Regions from separate parts of the Mus musculus genome. Here all the other regions are linked to region 2. A link is a contact called in public HiChIP or PLAC-seq and promoter capture Hi-C data. All regions are on one chromosome and are shown on one strand. The core of a region is the stretch at or near the end of the contact, and the rest is flanking DNA. Distances in the headings are between cores, read along the strand shown. Region 1 holds the start of Erich6b (glutamate rich 6B). Region 2 holds the start of Lrrc63 (leucine rich repeat containing 63). Region 3 overlaps Lrch1 (leucine-rich repeats and calponin homology (CH) domain containing 1).

Region 1 (2,821 bases), core at 130-2,629, 510 kb after region 2:
CACAGGGGCTGGAGAGATGATGGCTCAGCAATTAAAGCACTGGATGCTCTCACAGAGGTCCTGAGTTCAGTTCCTAGCAACCGCATGGTGGCTCACAAGCATCTAATCTGGGATCTGATGCCCTCTTCTGGCATGCAGATAGAGCACTCATATACATAAATAAATCTTTTTTTTTTAATCTCCCCAAAGGAATGACCCCATCTACATAAAACCAGTGGGCGCCATCTTGTGGAAGACTGTACAGTAACAATGGCCTAGATTCCAGACACCAGGCTGACAGGAAGGGAACCCTGACATGGACTCTGAAGCTAAGGGCACTGCTTGAAATGACAGACTTGGAAACTTTCCTTGAAGCTGTGTGTACACAATACAGCACACTTTTTTACTTAGATTCATGTAAGGGCATTGGAGATGATGGTGCGGGCAGGGAGGGGCAGCTATACCCATTCTCACAGGCCAGCCCTTGGCACTGCCCTTGAGTCTGCTTGATACCCAAAGCATACCCAAAGCAGCCAGATCAGTTCTCCACTCTCCTGCCCAGCAATACCTTTATGAGCCTCGCCTGGGTCTCCTCATTGCCTCGGAGAGGGGCAGAAACGGCCACCGACTGTTCTCTGTTTACTGGTTTCCCGGTGGGTCTGTGCCCCTTACTTTCCCAGCAGTTTCTTTTGTGTTGTTGTTGTTCTCAGCTCTTCCCAGGAGTCTAGCCCAGGCCACCAGGAGGCACTATTAGCCAGGAACACACAGTCCTAGTGACTGCTTAGGCGTCACAGAAACCTGCAGTTTATACAGCTTGTCAGACTCACTCAGAAAAGAAAGAATTGGAATTACAAACTTAGATGCAAACACAATTGCTTATTAAGAATGGGAAATCACAACAAAGCATCACATTTCAAATGCCCAGCTCTCTTTCTGATGAAACTTCTGTACAAGTACCAGAAATGCCCACCCCTGTATTCAAATCGGCTGGTCTGACCTCCTCTCCGTCCATCCCAACCCACCCTGCAACACCAGCGAGTCCATCTAGAGTCACGATCAGTACATTTCACCGGGGTTCTGTCCCCTGACTCCAGATCAGGCCCATGCATGTTCCCAAAGGCAACTCTCTGTCTCATGGATAGCACTCAACGGAGCCGATGAGCTGATGGTGACACCCAGGGGCTTAGAGATGTTGGTCCTGGGTTCCAGCGCAGGTGAGTCCACACGGGATGCCCTGGGAGGCACTCCTACCATCTTTTCACCTTAGAAGCCAGACTCCCTTCCCTCCCTCTCCCTCTCCCCTCTCCTCCTTTGGCTGGGAACTGGAAGCTAAGGGTCCAAGGTATAGAATGCCCGAAACAACAGAGAAGTGGTAGAGATGCGTGTTCCGTTCCCATGGTAACAGAGAGCGACTTAAACTCGAGATTGGAAGGGTGCAGTTGACTCGCGGCCAGGATCCAAGATTGGGTAAGAGCTCTGAAGGCCAGGCCTGGGCTCCTCCAGCCTTTGGGCCCTGGAAAGGAAGAAGCAATGGAGAGAGAGAGTCCAGGGTGGCAGAGTCCAAGGATAGCAACGGGATATGCCAAGTACCCAGACCCCTTTGTTGCTTGTTATTTTGTCTGTTTTGTTTTTTCTACTCCTGCACTACCTTGATCTTTCTGTTTCCTGCCTTGACACCATCCTCCCCCTGTGAAGAGTGGTGTTCTACTGGTCCAGTACAAATAAAGGGGTGGGTTCGTCTCCTCCAGAGAATCCAGGCACTGAAAAGAATCCTCAAATTAAAACTTGTCTTGCCCAGGCCTACCCCTGGGACTCAAAGCAGGTCACTCAGGTTTTTTCTACCACCACCACCACCACCACCCACCCACCCACTCACCCACCCCTGCCTCTCACTTTTGGGAGGTTTGAGAGAAACAGCACCCCCCTACCTAGCCTGGGGGGGGGGGGTCAAGAGGGAGCAGAGCCAAAGCCAAAGGTTGGCTTTTCACAAGTGTTCTGTACCGATGACTGCAAGCTCAAAGTCACCCCCTTTCAACGGCCAAATTCCAATATATTTGAAATCCTATTTGTTAAAAGAAAGCAAATAAGTAAATAAGCCCTAGACAATATTCTCAGCAGGGCACTGGGTGTCTGTTTGTAAAGGCTACAGCAATTGGTGCATGAGGGTTTAGTGAAGCTTTGGGAATCTAGAGTTTGTCCCTGGCATGTTTGAAGGTGGATTCAGACCAGCAAAACAGAAGCAGCCATCAGTAGTCCCCCTCAAGAGGAAAAGCAGCTGCCTTCCAGCAAGGGCCCTGCCAGAGAGCTAAATAACAGGACTTATAAACAGTTCCAGACAGCAGTGTTCCAGATTCGCAGAACACTGTAGGACTCCCCATGACGGAAGTGAGATCTGCCCCCTTGTTTCCTGCAGGTTTTCTAAACACCTGCTTCCAGAATCCCAGGGAAGCCCAGGGGTCCCAGGGTTCACTCAACGATGTCTTCATCCACTCCTGGCTTCACTGTCTGAGCCCATCACTCACCCCATTGGAAGGTTAGGTGGATGAAACATCCAAACCATTTGCAGTCAGTCTCCTGTATGCCTCTCTTCTGCAGCTCATTAATTCAGTGTACAAACTTCTGTTGAGAGCTCACAGTAAGCCAGGCATTGAGGTGGAATTGCATCCTGTGAGTGAGGCAGATGTGCCGACAGATGTGAGACTTGCAGAGGTACAGTGTGAGAGCTGGGGGGGGGGGGGGGTAAAGACACACTTTCTCTACACAAACCTAGAAACAAGAACAGCCTGGGGGAGCAGGCCCCAGATTCAGGACTGATCATGTGACCAAGGCTTGCTCTAGCTCT
Region 2 (3,052 bases), core at 97-2,596:
GAAGTAGTGGATGCTGCTGGGTTTTGAGTGAGCGATAAATGCTCTTTTTCATAGCTGCTGGTTAAGTGAGAACTGAACTTCCTGAGAACGAATCGTTACTGAAAAGAAGTGGTTATCACTTAGAAAATATCCTTACGGAAACCATTCTGAGTTGCTATGATACTGAGTTTAAGCAGGCTAGCATTGTAAGGAGGGGGGGGGGGGAAAGAGTAAAAAAAATCATTTAAAATTTATTTTTGAAGTACTTTTAAAATGGCATATTTTTAATACAGGCTTAAGCATGGAGCTTAAGAAAGACAGAGAGGCATTCAAAAAGTTTAACGTTTTCTTTCTGTACTGGATATTGAAACTCTGGTCTCATGCAAGGCCATATCACTGAGCCAAATCCCCCTGCTTTCCAATTTGCTTAAAATTAGAAGTTGGGAAATACATTTGTAAGCCCAACACTTGAAAGCCTGAGACAGGAGGGTCAGCCTGGGCTACACGGGGAAGGGTGGTTTCTTTTAAAAATTTAGATTAATAATTAATATAGATAAAACATATTCTATTATTAATCTAGACCTTGCTAACATTTCCCGTGTGAGTATGAAATTCAACCAGCCAACGCTATTTTCAGTCAGTAAATGGTGACCTCTCTCCCTGCAATATAGGCATTGGCATTTCATTCACTACCTCCCAAATATTATCAGTATAGACTTAGAAGGGATTTTGGAAAAAAAAAAAAAAAAGAAGGTAAAGGCCTCTGAAATCCCACAGTATCTAACCATACACAAACGGTTTTCTTGTATGGCGATGGCTTGTTTTAACTCTCAGCTGACTTAATTTGTCCATAATTATGCAACTCCAAAATAAGACAGGCTTTTTAATACAATGAGATGTTCCAGGATGGCGGGGAATCCCAGAGAATAGGGAAATAAGGACACCAGCTGTCCTCCGCCCCCCCCCCCACGCCCCACCGCCCAAAATAAGTCTTTGTTTTCAGGGCAACCTCAAAAGTGCCTGGCACAGTGCAGCTCCGCGGAATGCCCGGCAGGCAGGGAACCCTGGTGCGGTGCAGAAGAGCGGTTTACCCGCGAAAGGTAACTGCAGGCCAGCGCTCGCTCCTGATTTGTCGGCTGGTAGCGCGTGCCCGCCCGCCACAAGTTTCCTTTTCTAGTTGGTGGGGAGACCCCATCACCACCCCCCAGTCCCCAAGTGTCCAGCTCCTACGGACCCTGCCTTCAAGCACACAGACCAGATTTCCCACGTCCATCTCCTTTATCCCTGAGTCCTGGCTGCCAGTGACTGTCTAGCGAGGTCTCCAGTTAGGTCTAATTCCATGTTTGTGCTGGACGCAGCTCCTTTAGCAGCATCCCCAAGCCCTGCTACAGCCGAATTACGCTCATAGTAAGGACCACCAACTAGTCCCCGCCCCCCAACACTTCCCCACCCCCCCGCACCCGCACACCCCCCCCCCCCAGCTAGCCCGGTAAGAAGCGCAGGCGCACGAGGGTTGGGCACGTCGGGAACTAGGGGCGGGGCATTGAGCCCCGCCCATCTGCCCCGCCCACTCGATCCACCCACTGATTTCGCCACCTTAGGCCAGTGGCCCCTAATTCTGCTGCGGGCAGCGCAGGATGCCCGGAGGCTGAAGTGGTGGAGCCGGGAGGAGTGGCTCCACGTGTAGCTGTACGGAAGGCTGTGGTGACAATCGTTATTACTATTCTTACTCTTAAAACAGTGGCCACTATTATTTACTTACTTTTCTCCATGACTTGACACCGGTGTCTGGAGACTGGGTTGGCATTTTCTAATACGGCTACACTTTTGGGCAGCTGGCCACCGTTACTCATTTTGCAGTAAAACCCTTGTCTCCAAATCGCACGTTCTGTTTTCCTTCTTGTCTCTTGGGTGCAACCTGGTTTGTCTTTCTGTTTTTAAAGTTCTTGGTGGAAGTGGAACTGTGTGGGAACCGAGAGCTGTAAGGCAGTGAGTGGTTCCAAAGCTCTTTAAAAGGACACCCAGGTCTCACTGTCACGGTGGTTGGCTGTGATTACCGGTGTTGGTGCTGTCTCCATGTTCAGTGGTAGATATACCGCGCTTGTTTGCCTGTATGTGCTTGCTTCTCTGGAGATTTGAGAACGAAAACTGGAAAGAACCTATTACAGAGACGGGAAAATCCAACTGAGAATTCAAGTAAGGGGCACTTCCTTCCAGTCACCTCCCTTAAGTGTTTCTCTTCTTAAATAAGGGTGTGGGAATTTCAATAGCACCTTGGGAAATCAGAGACTTCTAGATTCGTTTACTAACCAAGTCTTCCTTTTTCTCCTAAGAGCAAGCATATATTTTGAACCAATGGGAAAATAATTAAAGATGAATCTGGGTAATGCTGTACAACTGTTGTCCTGTGGTGTGTTGGTTGGTGGTTTTGTTATGTAGATTACTTTGTTGTTTACTAGGTACCCTTTCCAAACCAGGGATTTTATTTCACTTTCGTCTGTGTTTGTTTTACATTGCTTGGTTTCCCTGAAAGACAGGAAGCAGACAGAAAGGCAAATCTGGTGGCCACGTTTGTCTCAAGTAATGTATATTGTTCATTATTTTGTAAACAGCAGAAATGTTTCTATTCTTAAGGATAAAGGTGTGGGCAGTCTATTCTTAAAAGCTGAGACCTACTGGAATTCAGTTTCAATGACAGATGTGTTTCAAATGTATGCTTAGCTTTGCATAGTCAAAAATCAAGGCAAGTGCATTTGTTAATTAAAAAAAAATGCTTTGTCATTCTTTGCAGGTTTCTTTTGGCAACTACCATGCCAGACCCAGGGCAGTTTAATATGTAACCTCAGCAGTTGTCAGTATTTTGTTTTCTATAACTATTGCTGTAACTATAGTTCCAACCATTTAGAGAAATGAAATAGTAATGAAAATTAAATCCCTGGTTTGATAAGTCTTCTACGCCCATGTCAGCTATTCTACCATACCTTACACATTTTCCATGGGAATGACAGAAGCATGGGATAAAATTGTGAAAGCCTACATTCCACTCAGTTCTGATTACTTTAGCACTTCTTGT
Region 3 (2,912 bases), core at 382-2,881, 360 kb before region 2:
TACAACTCTCCCGCCATTCTAAACAGGTACCCGGTTAAAAGAAAGACCATTCCTACCAAGTCCTGAGGCCATGGCTAGCTTATTTTAAACCTTGTGAAAACATTCTCACTGAGCCACAGCAATATCTACTGTATGACATAGGTGGTTGATTCTTCATCGATCAAAGACTCCTCTCAGCCTGAGAGACTACCAGTAATATTCCTAAAGTAGCCAAAATGTGGGATGATAGCTAACAGGGAGCCTGGTACATGCAAACCAGAAGGCAGGAGGACCAAGCTGACTCAGAAACAACAAAGGAAGCTCAGAGGTATACATGGCTTCGTGGGCCTAAGACGTCACCAGATTCGGATGCTTGGGTGATACAAAGACTCTACTGTGAAAGATCTAGGAGCCCATAAGGCATTGTCCTCAAGACTAAAGTGATGCTTGCACGGATACCAAAGATAGCTGCAAATACGACCTGTAGCCTTAGCCCCACACAGGGTACTGCTTTGTTACCTGATATTGTCTACAGTTTGGAATCGAGTCTACCAAAGAAGCCATGTGTGCATGAGAGCCAGTCCAGAGCTACTCTTCCCAGGCTACTGTCAGGGATGGGCTTAACGTGCCACACCCTCTGCTATCCACCTAGTGAGTTGAAAGGCTGCCTTCCCATACCCCACACAGACATATGTCCTAGATAATCAACAGCCTACAACTTGGTTCTGAGGATCAACTGTTTAACCATCCATAAAGGTTTCACAAACACTGCCCAACTTCGGGGCAAATATCAAGGACTGTACTGGTGGAGACTTCTGAAGCTATTATAGTAAGAACAACTTCAAAAACTGTTCCCAGCCCGTCGATGGACTTTGCATGCAATGGTTTAGCTGAATCTGCTCAGCTCCTGCACATGTCCCTGAGTACCTGATAAACTTAAAACGGTTTACGCTGACTTTAGGCTATAGTTCCAAACCGTGATTCTCCCAAGGAACAGAACGAATGCAATCTTAGAGAAGAGATGGGCTTCATGTCATCCCCTGGAGGGAAACAATGCCTCATATATTTGTGAGATGAAAATGTTCTGTTGTGAGTCGAGCAGGAAGACTTGTGGACTACCTTCCAATCGGGGAGTTCTGGTTTTCCACTCATGCATGATGCCTTCCTTGCTGAAAACCACTCACTGAATTAAAAATAACTAAGTATATAGCTAACTGGGACATGGGATTCTGTGTTACTCACTTGCTTTTACCCTTCTTGAGAATTATAAGTTACCTACACTGTTAGAAGCACCACAGAAGGGGCATAACTCAGAAATTCTGATTTTTTGCTCTTTTTATGGTAATCTAATTTCCCTTCCTTCCTTCTTTTTCTCACAGGAAGTGAGTAAGGGCACTCGCATTCCATTTTTTCCCAGAGTAAGCCAGTCATGACAGTGACAAGGACGCTCCTTCATAATTCATGAGGGCTTTCCAGTGCAGACACAAGTAATTTACCACATGAAATTGGCTTGAAGGGTTTCTGATTCACAGTGGGAGCCCCCACGAGCCCACGGTAGAATCAAATTATCAGAAAAGCTGTGTGTTCACAAATATCTGAAGCCAAGATGTTTGTGCAATATTCAAACACACACACGCAAGACAGACGCACAGATGAACACAGTTGAAAGCAGAAGTGGTCGCCGAGACATTGTGGCCAGTATATAAAGATTAGGTTTTGTTTTTCAAAAACAGAATTGGTAAATTTCTCTTCATCGACACAGCTTGATGTAAGAACACTTTAAATATAGTCTCCCTTTTCTCAAATAACACTGGAATCCTAACCGTCCCCTAAGCTAAAATAAGAAGGAGGGGGAAAAAAAAAAGAAAAATAGGGGATGGGTAGGAAGAAAGGGCTGCTGGGTGGACTTTAATAGCCTGTGTAGTATACTTTGAAATGTGATTCATGAGCTCAGAGTCTCTCAGAAGAGGTTTGTTTGTTTGTTTGTTTTGGCTTTTTATTTGTTTGTTTAACTGTTTGCTTTTTAAGTTACTTTATCTTTATCATTAAGGAAACAAAGAAGCCATAAGAAAAGTAACTTCTCATTTCTGTTCACCATTGTGACAAAGATCATGTTAATTGGTGCCGCTGCTGCCTAAATCCTGGAGTCGTTTTATCTTAAATTAAATAGGGAAGTCTCTGAACGCTCCAAGTACCCATTCAAGGAGGCCAGTGGGACTGAGCCGGGGACAGGGAAAAGGTAAACTGTATCATTAGGCAGGCTACAGAGGACTGCCAAACGGGCTGAGAGTAGACTACAGGATAAAACGAAAATGTCAGTAGTTAGCACCCTACACAGGCCTATGCATCTTCATCACCGATGATAACAATCACTGGATTTTTAATGAACATTAGTTTGATTCATATCTTAAAATACTGGGAATGAAATCCAGCAATTAATGGACTTTGCAAAGCAGCCAGGGCTAAGGAAGGCCTGCTTCTCTTAGCTACTCTGTAATTCACCAATATTAGAGCTTTTTCTTTCCAATTTGGAATTTCACATTTTCTAACACTAAATGATTTTCCACCTTTTTCTTAGAATTGAAAAGATATGTAAGACCATTTTAGTTAAACTGCAATAGAGCAACTTCAGTTTAAAAAAAAAAATGTAGGTTATTTATTTGAAGGTATCTCTTGAAACTGAAAAAAAAAAGATGCAAAACAAACAAACAAACAAAAAGATGTCTATTCATGGTTCAAACAGCTAGGCTGACGTTTTTTATCAAAACGTGGCCATTTGAACTAAGTCTGGTGTTACCTCGGGAACGCCAAGTTTCCTGCACGCTTCCAAGAAGTTTTCCACGTTCCTCCTGCACTTGGCCATGCTGAGTTTAGGCTAAAAAGGGAAACATACAGAAGCAACATATTATTAAGATAAAAAGCTATCTAGAAAC

What was found. Promoter capture Hi-C pulls out the DNA fragments that hold promoters and counts their contacts. HiChIP or PLAC-seq counts read pairs in DNA pulled down with a chosen protein or histone mark.
Region 1: a contact with region 2 is called in a promoter capture Hi-C map of embryonic stem cells, with 3 times the contacts expected there. The contact joins the promoter of Erich6b here to the promoter of Lrrc63 in region 2. A contact is called at or near these places in 10 of 39 promoter capture datasets (the 3T3-L1 cell line, cranial neural crest, embryonic stem cells and 3 more) and 1 of 9 other capture datasets (embryonic stem cells).
Region 3: a contact with region 2 is called in an H3K4me3 HiChIP or PLAC-seq map of bone marrow-derived macrophages, with 4 times the contacts expected there. The contact joins the enhancer-like site here to the promoter of Lrrc63 in region 2. A contact is called at or near these places in 2 of 39 promoter capture datasets (liver and pre-B cells), 1 of 115 datasets of contacts at active chromatin or transcription factors (bone marrow-derived macrophages) and 2 of 9 other capture datasets (adipose tissue and liver).

What each region holds. Positions count from the first base shown.
Region 1 is chr14:75,640,843-75,643,663 of GRCm38.p6, forward strand. Erich6b (glutamate rich 6B) reads left to right here and starts at 1,380. Exons shown (of 13, transcript NM_001369022.1): 1 at 1,380-1,446. Gm36219 (a long non-coding RNA gene) reads right to left here. Exons shown (of 6, transcript XR_383598.2): 2 at 2,502-2,644; 3 at 1,628-1,739; 4 at 1,002-1,492; 5 at 548-777.
Region 2 is chr14:75,129,537-75,132,588 of GRCm38.p6, forward strand. Lrrc63 (leucine rich repeat containing 63) reads right to left here and starts at 1,347. Exons shown (of 10, transcript NM_027581.1): 1 at 1,235-1,347; 2 at 1-98. The coding sequence starts at 52. It also overlaps a transcript of Lcp1 not described here.
Region 3 is chr14:74,772,805-74,775,716 of GRCm38.p6, forward strand. It overlaps Lrch1 (leucine-rich repeats and calponin homology (CH) domain containing 1), which reads right to left. Exons shown (of 19, transcript NM_001252132.1): 18 at 2,777-2,854. Among named protein-coding and RNA genes, the nearest start is that of Esd, 42 kb to the left of the region's middle. Within about 2 kb of position 1,632, at least 21 of the 459 cell types and tissues checked have an H3K27ac peak or open chromatin away from gene starts, as enhancers often do. A contact at or near this core is called in bone marrow-derived macrophages, where this site is marked.